Linked DNA regions of Sus scrofa: all the other regions are linked to region 1. A link is a contact called in public Hi-C data. All regions are on one chromosome and are shown on one strand. The core of a region is the stretch at or near the end of the contact, and the rest is flanking DNA. Distances in the headings are between cores, read along the strand shown. Region 1 holds the start of C1QTNF5 (complement C1q tumor necrosis factor-related protein 5). Region 2 holds the start of USP2 (ubiquitin carboxyl-terminal hydrolase 2). Region 3 holds the start of THY1 (Thy-1 cell surface antigen).

Region 1 (2,700 bases), core at 2-2,501:
TAAAGCATCTCTCCCTGTTATCTCTGATCCTCACGACAACCCCCATCTGACCCATACAGAGCAATTAGGTGACTTGTGAGTGTTCCCCAGAGTGACCCTCCCCTCCCATCCTTGCAGAGCTGGCCTGTGAGCCTGTCCAGGTGGAGATGTGCATCGGTCTGAGCTACAACACCACGGCCTTCCCTAACATCTGGGTGGGCATGGCCACCCAGGAGGAGGTGGTGGAGCTCCTCAGAGGTTACAAGGTGCTCTGCGCAGAGATAATGAGGGACCCCCAGAAAGGGGAGGGAACCTGGGGAGCAGGATGCCTGAGGGCTGATCTCCTTCTTCCACAGAGCCTGACAAGTCTGCCCTGCTACCAGAATTTCCGGAGGCTCCTTTGCGGGCTGCTTGTGCCCCACTGCACCCCGCTAGGCAGTGTCCTTCCCCCTTGCCGCTCTGTCTGCCAGGAGGCAGAGCGCCAGTGCCAGTCTGGCCTGGCACTCCTGGGCACCCCCTGGCCCTTCAACTGCAACAGGCTGCCCGAGGCAGCTGGCCTGGAGTCTTGTGCCCAGCCCTGACCTTGAAGCCGGCCCCTGCCCTCTGCTGCCCATCCTCCTTTGCCTATCAGGGCAGGCAAGCAGAGAAGCAAAGGAAGGGGGCCAGCATGGGACTCTGCCCATCTCCTCTGGGTCTCCCCAGGGAGGGGAAGAGAAGTCCTTGGGGCTAATGGGACCCTCCCACCTTCCCAGATCCCTCCCCATCCCTTTACTTGCTCCAGCTGCTGCAAACAGCTGGCCTGACTCCACCACCTATACCACCAACAATCTGGACCACTTCCCACCCAAGCCTCTGACCCCAATTTGCTACCTGCTTTTTCAGGCTCTCCGCCACTCACCTTCTGACATTTTCATTTACTCAACAAAAATGTACTGAGTGCTTAGTTACATGGCAAGCCCTGTTCTGAGCACTGGGAAGCTGCTTTGTCTACTGCTGCTGGAACCTTCCACCCTCAGGTCTCATCTTACCTTTCTCCTGGTCTAGAGTGTTGCCCTTGGTCTCTGTCACAGCACCATCTCTCCTGCCTGCTCCTTGGAGTTGTAGGCGCCCTGAGCATCTGTCTCTCGCGGTTCTGCCTCTCTGTGCCTGGCTCAAATCTCTCTCTCTCTCTCTTTTCTCTCCCAAACTTTGGCCGGCCGCCGGGCGACACCACGAGTTATTTCCCTGCTATTTCCCAGCCCGGGTTCTTGGCCCCTGAACAACTGGTTTCCTCTTGGAGTCTGGGAGGAGCAGAGCAGCCGGCAAGGAACGACCCAGGGCCAGGGAGGCGCCGAGGGCAGGGGCTAGAGAGAAGTGCAGGGCAGGCAGCAGGGCTCAGCTGGAGGGTCCGGAGTAGCGCGCCCCAAAGGAGGCCAGAGAGAGCGCGAGCTTCCCCCGAGCCAGGATGGAGGGGTGAGTGGGGGGGGCGGGGAAACGGAGTTGGGGGAGGGGACTGTGGGAAAGCCTGGGCGCCGGCCCGTGGGGGAGGGGGAGGGAGGGTCGGCCTCTCCCTTCCCCGCTGCGCGGTGCTCCCGGGGGTTCTCGGATCTAGGGGCGCCGGGTTCTTCATCCTCCCGCGGCCGCTCAGCCTCTCTCAGGCGCATGGCAGTGGGGTGGGTCCCACGCCGACCACGCCGAGGCCGGGAGCGAGGCTTGTCGCGGGATTCTGGGTCCCGACTCCTGTCCTGCCCGGCCCACAGACGACCAGAGGCCCCCGGCGTCTGGGCTCCGCGTGCCGGCGCCATGAGGCCGCTCCTCGCCCTGCTGCTCCTGGGTCTCGCGGCCGGCTCGCCCCCACTGGACGACAACAAGATCCCCAGCCTGTGCCCAGGGCACCCCGGCCTTCCTGGCACGCCGGGCCACCACGGCAGCCAGGGCCTGCCCGGCCGCGACGGCCGCGATGGCCGCGACGGCGCGCCCGGGGCTCCGGGAGAGAAAGGCGAGGGCGGGAGGCCGGGTAAGAGGCGCCTCCGCTGCGATCCGTGGGGACGTCGGAGCTAGCCCGGCCCGATTCCGCTCTCCGGGCCCGGGGCTCGATCTTCCCACCAAGGGGGCGCCGCTCCTGTCCCACACCCCACCCCCACTCCCGACTCCGGCGGCTCCCAGAGCCGGGAGAGGAGAGGGTGACTCAGCGGCGGGAGCCACAACCCCTGGGATCCTCAGATCTGCCCCAAGCCCTGTAGGAAGAGGGGAGGGAGCCCTGGGGCGCAAGGCGGCCCCGGCCGGGCAGTGGTGGCTGGGAGGCTGAGGGTGGATGAGGGAGGAGCAGCGGGCACACCCTAACCGCTCCGCTTCTCCCCCACGCCCCGCAGGCCTCCCGGGGCCGCGTGGGGAGCCCGGGCCGCGAGGAGAGGCGGGCCCGGTGGGGGCGATGGGGCCTGCGGGCGAGTGCTCAGTGCCTCCGCGCTCCGCCTTCAGCGCCAAGCGCTCCGAGAGCCGAGTGCCACCGCCATCGGACGCGCCCCTACCCTTCGACCGCGTGCTGGTGAACGAGCAGGGACATTACGACGCCGTCACGGGCAAGTTCACCTGCCAGGTGCCCGGGGTCTACTACTTCGCCGTCCACGCCACCGTCTACAGGGCTAGCCTGCAGTTCGATCTGGTCAAGAATGGCGAGTCCATCGCCTCTTTCTTCCAGTTCTTTGGGGGGTGGCCCAAGCCAGCCTCGCTCTCCGGGGGCGC
Region 2 (2,700 bases), core at 77-2,576, 40 kb before region 1:
GTTGACCTTTGCTGACCCTCATTGACTTCAGTCAACTAAAGCTTGGATTCTGGCAACCTTTGCCTCAATTCTATTGTGAATTCTCTTTGGCTCAAGGCCCTTCATGAATATGCATGCACCCTTAGCTTTAAACTTCCCCAATTTTGCTGTTCCAGGATACACTGCTTGGGGAAAGACACCGCCGTGCACACGCGCGCGCGCGCACACACACACACACACACACACACCCTGCCCCGGTGTTCTTCTTACTTGCTACAAGTAATAAATTTTACCTTCTTCCAATCTTTGGCTTGGTTGTGTCTTTTGGCTTGAAGCCCACCAAGAGGTGAACCCAGTTTTCAGGTAACACTAAGGAACAATTAAAGAGTTGAAATCCAGAAGGGATTTGTCCTGGACAAGAAGCGGGACACTTCTTTCACTGCTCTTGGAGCAGAGGGAACACTGGATTTGGATATATTTGTAGGAAGAACTTTAAGTGTTTTCCTCCTGATTGCTTCTAGTTTCTCTGGGAAAGAGAAGACAAGAAGGGACTTCAGAGTGATGATGGGCAGAAATACCAGCCTTGCATAAGAACAAGAGAAGCAGCTAAGGGCACGAAAGGATTGATGGTCCAGGTGAAATTGAAAACCTGGACTTGCCCCGGCACCAATCTACATGGCTATGCGGTTTTCTTCACCACCGCAGTGTAAGTAGAGAAAGGTTATACACAAAGAAAAGGAGCGGCAAAAATTCAAATTTCCTTTCGGCTTTTTCTGAAAAGACAAAAGAGAATCCTTCCATTGACTCAGTGCCTCCGTTCACCCAGTCAAGGGGTCATCACTAATCACTGGTCTCCTGTTACTGAGTGGAGAGTCTTAAAGAGTAGAGAAAAAAGAGAAGAGGCAAAAAAACAGGTCCGCTCCTGGTCGGGTGGGAAGGAGAGGAACATTTAGCCTTCCCTAAATACTAAAAGCTGCTATATATGCCCTGGGACTCAACTTCTGACCCTTCCCCCCAAGACGCTTCCTCTTTCCCAGTACCTTACACCTCTCCCGTCGTGCCACATTCTTGCCGCATTGGGACCCTTCTCGTTGTGCTCCACCCCGCCTCCAAACTCACCTTTCCTTCACGTGGCTCTCTGTATATATCGGTCGCCTGGGAGACCCTGGCCGGGCGGAGTCTAATGACGCCACAATAGCAAAAAGCCAATAGCCGTGATGCGTCTCAGTGACGCGAAACGCGGGGTGTGACTTTGACGGCCCCGGCGCAATGAGGCAGCTGCCCGCTGGGTGGCGCCGATTTCCCGGGGAGGTCCTCTCTGGGCCCCCGGCGGAGGTGGGGGAGAGGCGGGCTGGAGCGGAGACCAGGGAGCCCTCTGCGTCAGCTGCTGCTCACTGCGCCGCTCCAGTACCAGTCAGGACTCACCCGCAGCTCCATGCTTGTGCCCGGCTCGACTCGTCCATCCTCGGAGAAGAGGCAGGTACCTGCCACCTGTCGGATACTGGGGAGGGGTGATGCGGAGGGCAGTGTTGTTTGAGGCTCAGAAAGTGAGGTGCCAACGACAGGCTGGGCAGAATGGGCACTAGAAATGTAGGGCGAGTTCCAGCTGCGCTGAAGATCTCCAGCTGTGGGTACCAGTTGTAGGGGGGAGGGGGGGCACCAGCTGACAGCCCAGGGTGCCAGGAAGAGCCATCTGTGCGCTAATCAGTGTGTTCTACGGAAACGCTGCTTGGGCAGGTCCAGGTCTCTGAGCCCTGGGTGGGATGTGGCTGAGAGTGACGCCTGGACACTGACAATCCTTTCCCCACGTGTGCGAGCAGCTCATTTACTCCCTCTGTCAAAGCTCCTGGGGGCTGTCTCTGGTCGGTTTGCCAAAGGGGGTGGGGTGGGGGGAGGGTAGCATTTAAGTGGAAGGGGAGATTTTCCACCAATCCCAAACCAGAAAGAGGCATCTTTGAAATCTTCACCAATCCCAAACCAGAAGCAGGCACGCGGTGCTCTAAGGCTAGTAACTTATATTTAACAGCCAAAGGGAGCCCTGGCCAATCCATTCTAGTTGTCCTCTAAGGAGTGAGCATCTACCTCCTGACCTGGCTGCTCTTCGAATGGGGCCGAGTTGGAGATCCTGCTGCTGCTCGCCTCCCCAGGCACAGGCATGAGAAGGTCCCCCAATGAGAACCCAAGGAAAAGGAGAGCTGGTTGAGCTGGGGTTGGATCAGCCACCCCTTCTCTGATGCTGTAGATAATGTCAAGCCGGGGTCGGAATGAGGACTGGAATGAGGGCCGGGGACAAGGGCGTCCTCTGAAGTGCATCATCAGGACCGGAGCTGAGTCAGTAGCCTCTGCTGAGACAGGGTGGAGGCCCCATCTTGGGTACTCCCAGTCCTCAGGGAGAGCCATCGAGAAACAGGCCAGACAGACTGGGAGCAGACCAGAGCACCAAGAGCCGAGAGGTTAAGAATCCTGCTCCTTCCTCCTGTGACCCTGCCCAGCCAGCCCCACTCCTTGGGCTCCGGGATCCTGAGCACTCCTACAGGTAGAGTGGAACTGCCCCAGAGCAGCTGGGCTTGCTCCCGGGAGCCCCGGGGAAGCTGCACTTGCTGTATTTTTCTAGGCAAAGGAGGAAGGAGCCCAAGAGGGCCCGGCCTTTTGCCGGTGGGTGGACTGGACATCTGGGAATGGGGCAAGCCTCGTTTGCCTTGCCACTTATGGGACACAGAC
Region 3 (2,700 bases), core at 23-2,522, 60 kb before region 1:
GCGGGCGCCGCAGTACCCCAGCCTCGCCCCTCCCTCCCCACCTCTGGGAGCTGGGCTGAACGCCTGGGACCCTGGAAGCCGCGAGTCGCGCGCCCTGCGCACCCGGCCGACCCCCCTCCTGTGGCCTCTCCCTGGAGAACTCCGCTGCGGACAGGCTAGGCTACCTGCTCTGTGTCTCCTTGCCAGAATATTGATTCAGCCTAGGCTGCAAAAATAAGACAGGGCAGAGAACCTAGGCAGGGAGGCTATGGAAGCCAAACTGGAAAACTGCAAGCCCAAGAATTCCTCCTGGAGAGCTAGAGAATTGGAAAGGTCTTGGTTCCAAGGCAGAGAACACATGCACGCATTTGCAATAGGACAGCACTGCCGTTTTCCTCACACCCTTCGCTGTGGGCCAAGTACAATCCTACCTGGGGCCCCACACATACCTGACGTCATCCCTGGCCACACAGTCATCTAAGAGAAAGGAAATTAATGTTTGTGGATCACTTACTTACAGTGCCAAATGTTTGTCATTTTTCTTAATCTCCATCACGGCCCCGTGTTATGTATCTAAAGCCCAGTTTCGTTCAGTATCTTTCAGGCATCTGTTATCTGCCAGAAAGGTCTGGCCATCGGGGATTTTCTTCTGAATACGAAATAGGAAGTCTTTGTTTAACAGGTAGAGCGTTTTAGTTTTGCAGGATGTCAAGAGTTCTGGAAATTGGTTGCACCACAATGTAAATGAACTTAACACTTCTGAACTGTACACTTAAAAATGGTTTAGGAGAGGAGTTCCCTGGTGGCCTGGGAGTTAAGAACTAGGCATTGTCACTGCTGTGGCTCAGGTTTGACCCTGGCTGGGGAAATTCTGCATGCCACAGGCACAGCCCCGCCAAAAATGGTTATAATAATAAATGTTATGTTCTGCGAATTTTACTAAAAAATAGGAAGTCCCTATCTTCCTGAAGGGAAGAGGAAGTGGTAATTTCAAGACACTTACTCAAAGTCACCCAACTAGTAAGCATTCAGCACAGATACCCACCACCAAAGGGTATGTTCTCCATCCCTCTTGCTTTCTCTGACTGGGAAGAGCCGAGTGTCTGTCACATTCACTGAGAGGTGGGAGGGGAGAGGGCTACAGAGAGGGGCTTGGATGCCCCCCATGGCCATTATGGCATGTCTCCCAGGGGCCCCCAGGCCTGGCAGTAAATGTGGGCACACCTGCCCCGCCTCTTGGCTGATTCCCACCCTGTTGCACGCCTAGGTCCAGGACTGAGCTCCCCGGCACCATGAACCCTACCATTGGCATCGCTCTCTTGCTAACAGGTACCAGGCGGGCGGCGGGGCTGGGATTCCAAGCACCCTGGCTTCCTTCCCCTCAGAGAAGCTAGCTTCTTCCACACAACCTCAGAAGGCAGGGGTGACTAAGGGAGAGAGGGCTCCTTTTCATCCCTAAGTCAGCTGAGCAGCCTAGTTGATCTGACTCCCTGGGATGGTTTTTAGAAACACAAGTCTCTGAGCCTGCCCCATATTGAGCTGGAAATCTCCCATTGGGGACCGGGAAGTTGCATCAACTCCCCGAGGTCTCCTGCCACTGGAACATACTGGTGGGACCCAGGACTGGAGGAGACGAGGGAGATAGGCTGGCGTCTGCCCTGGGGAAGGCGGACTAGCCCTCACGGACCTCTGGGTGGAGAGAGGTACTCAGAGAGCAGACCCCTATGCCCTCCCTAGCCAGGCCCTTCTCTGCTGTCAATATGGGTGGGGAGCTCCCCTGCTCTGCAGGTCCTCCCCAACTTGGAGGGGGCACTGCTGGTGTCAGTCTTGCAGGTGGCCCGTGGACAGAAGGTGACCAGCCTGACAGCCTGCCTGGTGGACCAGAGCCTTCGTCTAGACTGCCGCCATGAGAATACCACCAACCTGCCCATTCAGTACGAGTTCAGCCTGACCCGCGAGAAAAAGAAGCACGTGCTCTTGGGCACTGTGGGGGTCCCTGAGCACTCCTACCGCTCTCGAACCAACTTCTCCAGCAAGTACGACATCAAGGTCCTCTACTTATCAGGCTTCACTACCAAAGATGAGGGGATCTACGCATGCGAACTCCACCTCTCTGGCCAGACGCCCAGCATCTCCAGCAAGAATATCTCTGTGTTCAGAGGTGAGGCAAGCCCCCGACAAGACTGAGTGAGCTGGGAGAGGTGGGCTGGGGAGGAACGGGCCCGAGAGGACAGTGGTTCCCGACCCTTCCCCTCTCCCCGCACTGCTGCCTGTTCCCGGCGGAAATCATGCCCTCAGCGAGAACAGGGGAAGGGCTAAGGGGACAGGCAGACGGGCGGACGGTGGTGGCGGACACTTCCCCCATGACTGCGGGCAGGTCACTTGGCATCCCTACACCTTCTCGCCACCTGGAAAACGGGATGGCACTAGCTACGTCAGCCATAGTTCTCTGGTGATGATACTTGTTCAAGGGCTCCGGAACTGGCAAATGGGAAAGATGGTTGGTTCTGTTCCACCAGGTTGGCCCTGGTTCCAGCCCAGACGCCATGGGAGGGCGGCCTTGCTCTGGGCCTGGGCCTGCTGAGTCCTGGTCCCTCTTCATTCCTGCCCTGCCTCTCCACCCCGTTCTCTCCACAGACAAACTGGTCAAGTGTGGGGGCATAAGCCTGCTAATCCAGAACACCTCGTGGCTGCTGCTGCTTCTGCTCTCGCTGCCCCTCC

Evidence for each region. Hi-C and Micro-C count contacts between places; a contact is called where the count stands out from the background.
Region 2: a Hi-C map of embryonic fibroblasts shows a contact between it and region 1, with 3 times the contacts expected there. The contact joins the promoter of USP2 here to the promoter of C1QTNF5 in region 1. A contact is called at or near these places in 2 of 5 promoter capture datasets (fetal skeletal muscle and liver), 9 of 47 Hi-C or Micro-C datasets (embryonic fibroblasts, epiblast stem cells, fetal heart ventricle and 4 more) and 1 of 2 datasets of contacts at active chromatin or transcription factors (skeletal muscle).
Region 3: a contact with region 1 is called in a Hi-C map of embryonic fibroblasts, with 2.4 times the contacts expected there. The contact joins the promoter of THY1 here to the promoter of C1QTNF5 in region 1. A contact is called at or near these places in 5 of 47 Hi-C or Micro-C datasets (embryonic fibroblasts, epiblast stem cells, liver and 1 more) and 1 of 2 datasets of contacts at active chromatin or transcription factors (skeletal muscle).

Annotation. Positions count from the first base shown.
Region 1 is chr9:46,548,697-46,551,396 of Sscrofa11.1, reverse strand. It overlaps C1QTNF5 (complement C1q tumor necrosis factor-related protein 5), which reads left to right and starts at 1,251. Exons shown (of 3, transcript XM_003129940.3): 1 at 1,251-1,431; 2 at 1,719-1,975; 3 at 2,331-2,700. The coding sequence starts at 1,424. MFRP (membrane frizzled-related protein) reads left to right here. Exons shown (of 12, transcript XM_013979475.2): 11 at 118-245; 12 at 336-1,014. The coding sequence ends at 560. LOC110255443 (a long non-coding RNA gene) reads right to left here and starts at 1,116. Exons shown (of 3, transcript XR_002335677.1): 1 at 1,008-1,116.
Region 2 is chr9:46,588,980-46,591,679 of Sscrofa11.1, reverse strand. It overlaps USP2 (ubiquitin carboxyl-terminal hydrolase 2), which reads left to right and starts at 1,326. Exons shown (of 12, transcript XM_021062972.1): 1 at 1,326-1,455.
Region 3 is chr9:46,608,631-46,611,330 of Sscrofa11.1, reverse strand. It overlaps THY1 (Thy-1 cell surface antigen), which reads left to right and starts at 1,272. Exons shown (of 3, transcript NM_001146129.1): 1 at 1,272-1,308; 2 at 1,805-2,140; 3 at 2,617-2,700. The coding sequence starts at 1,272.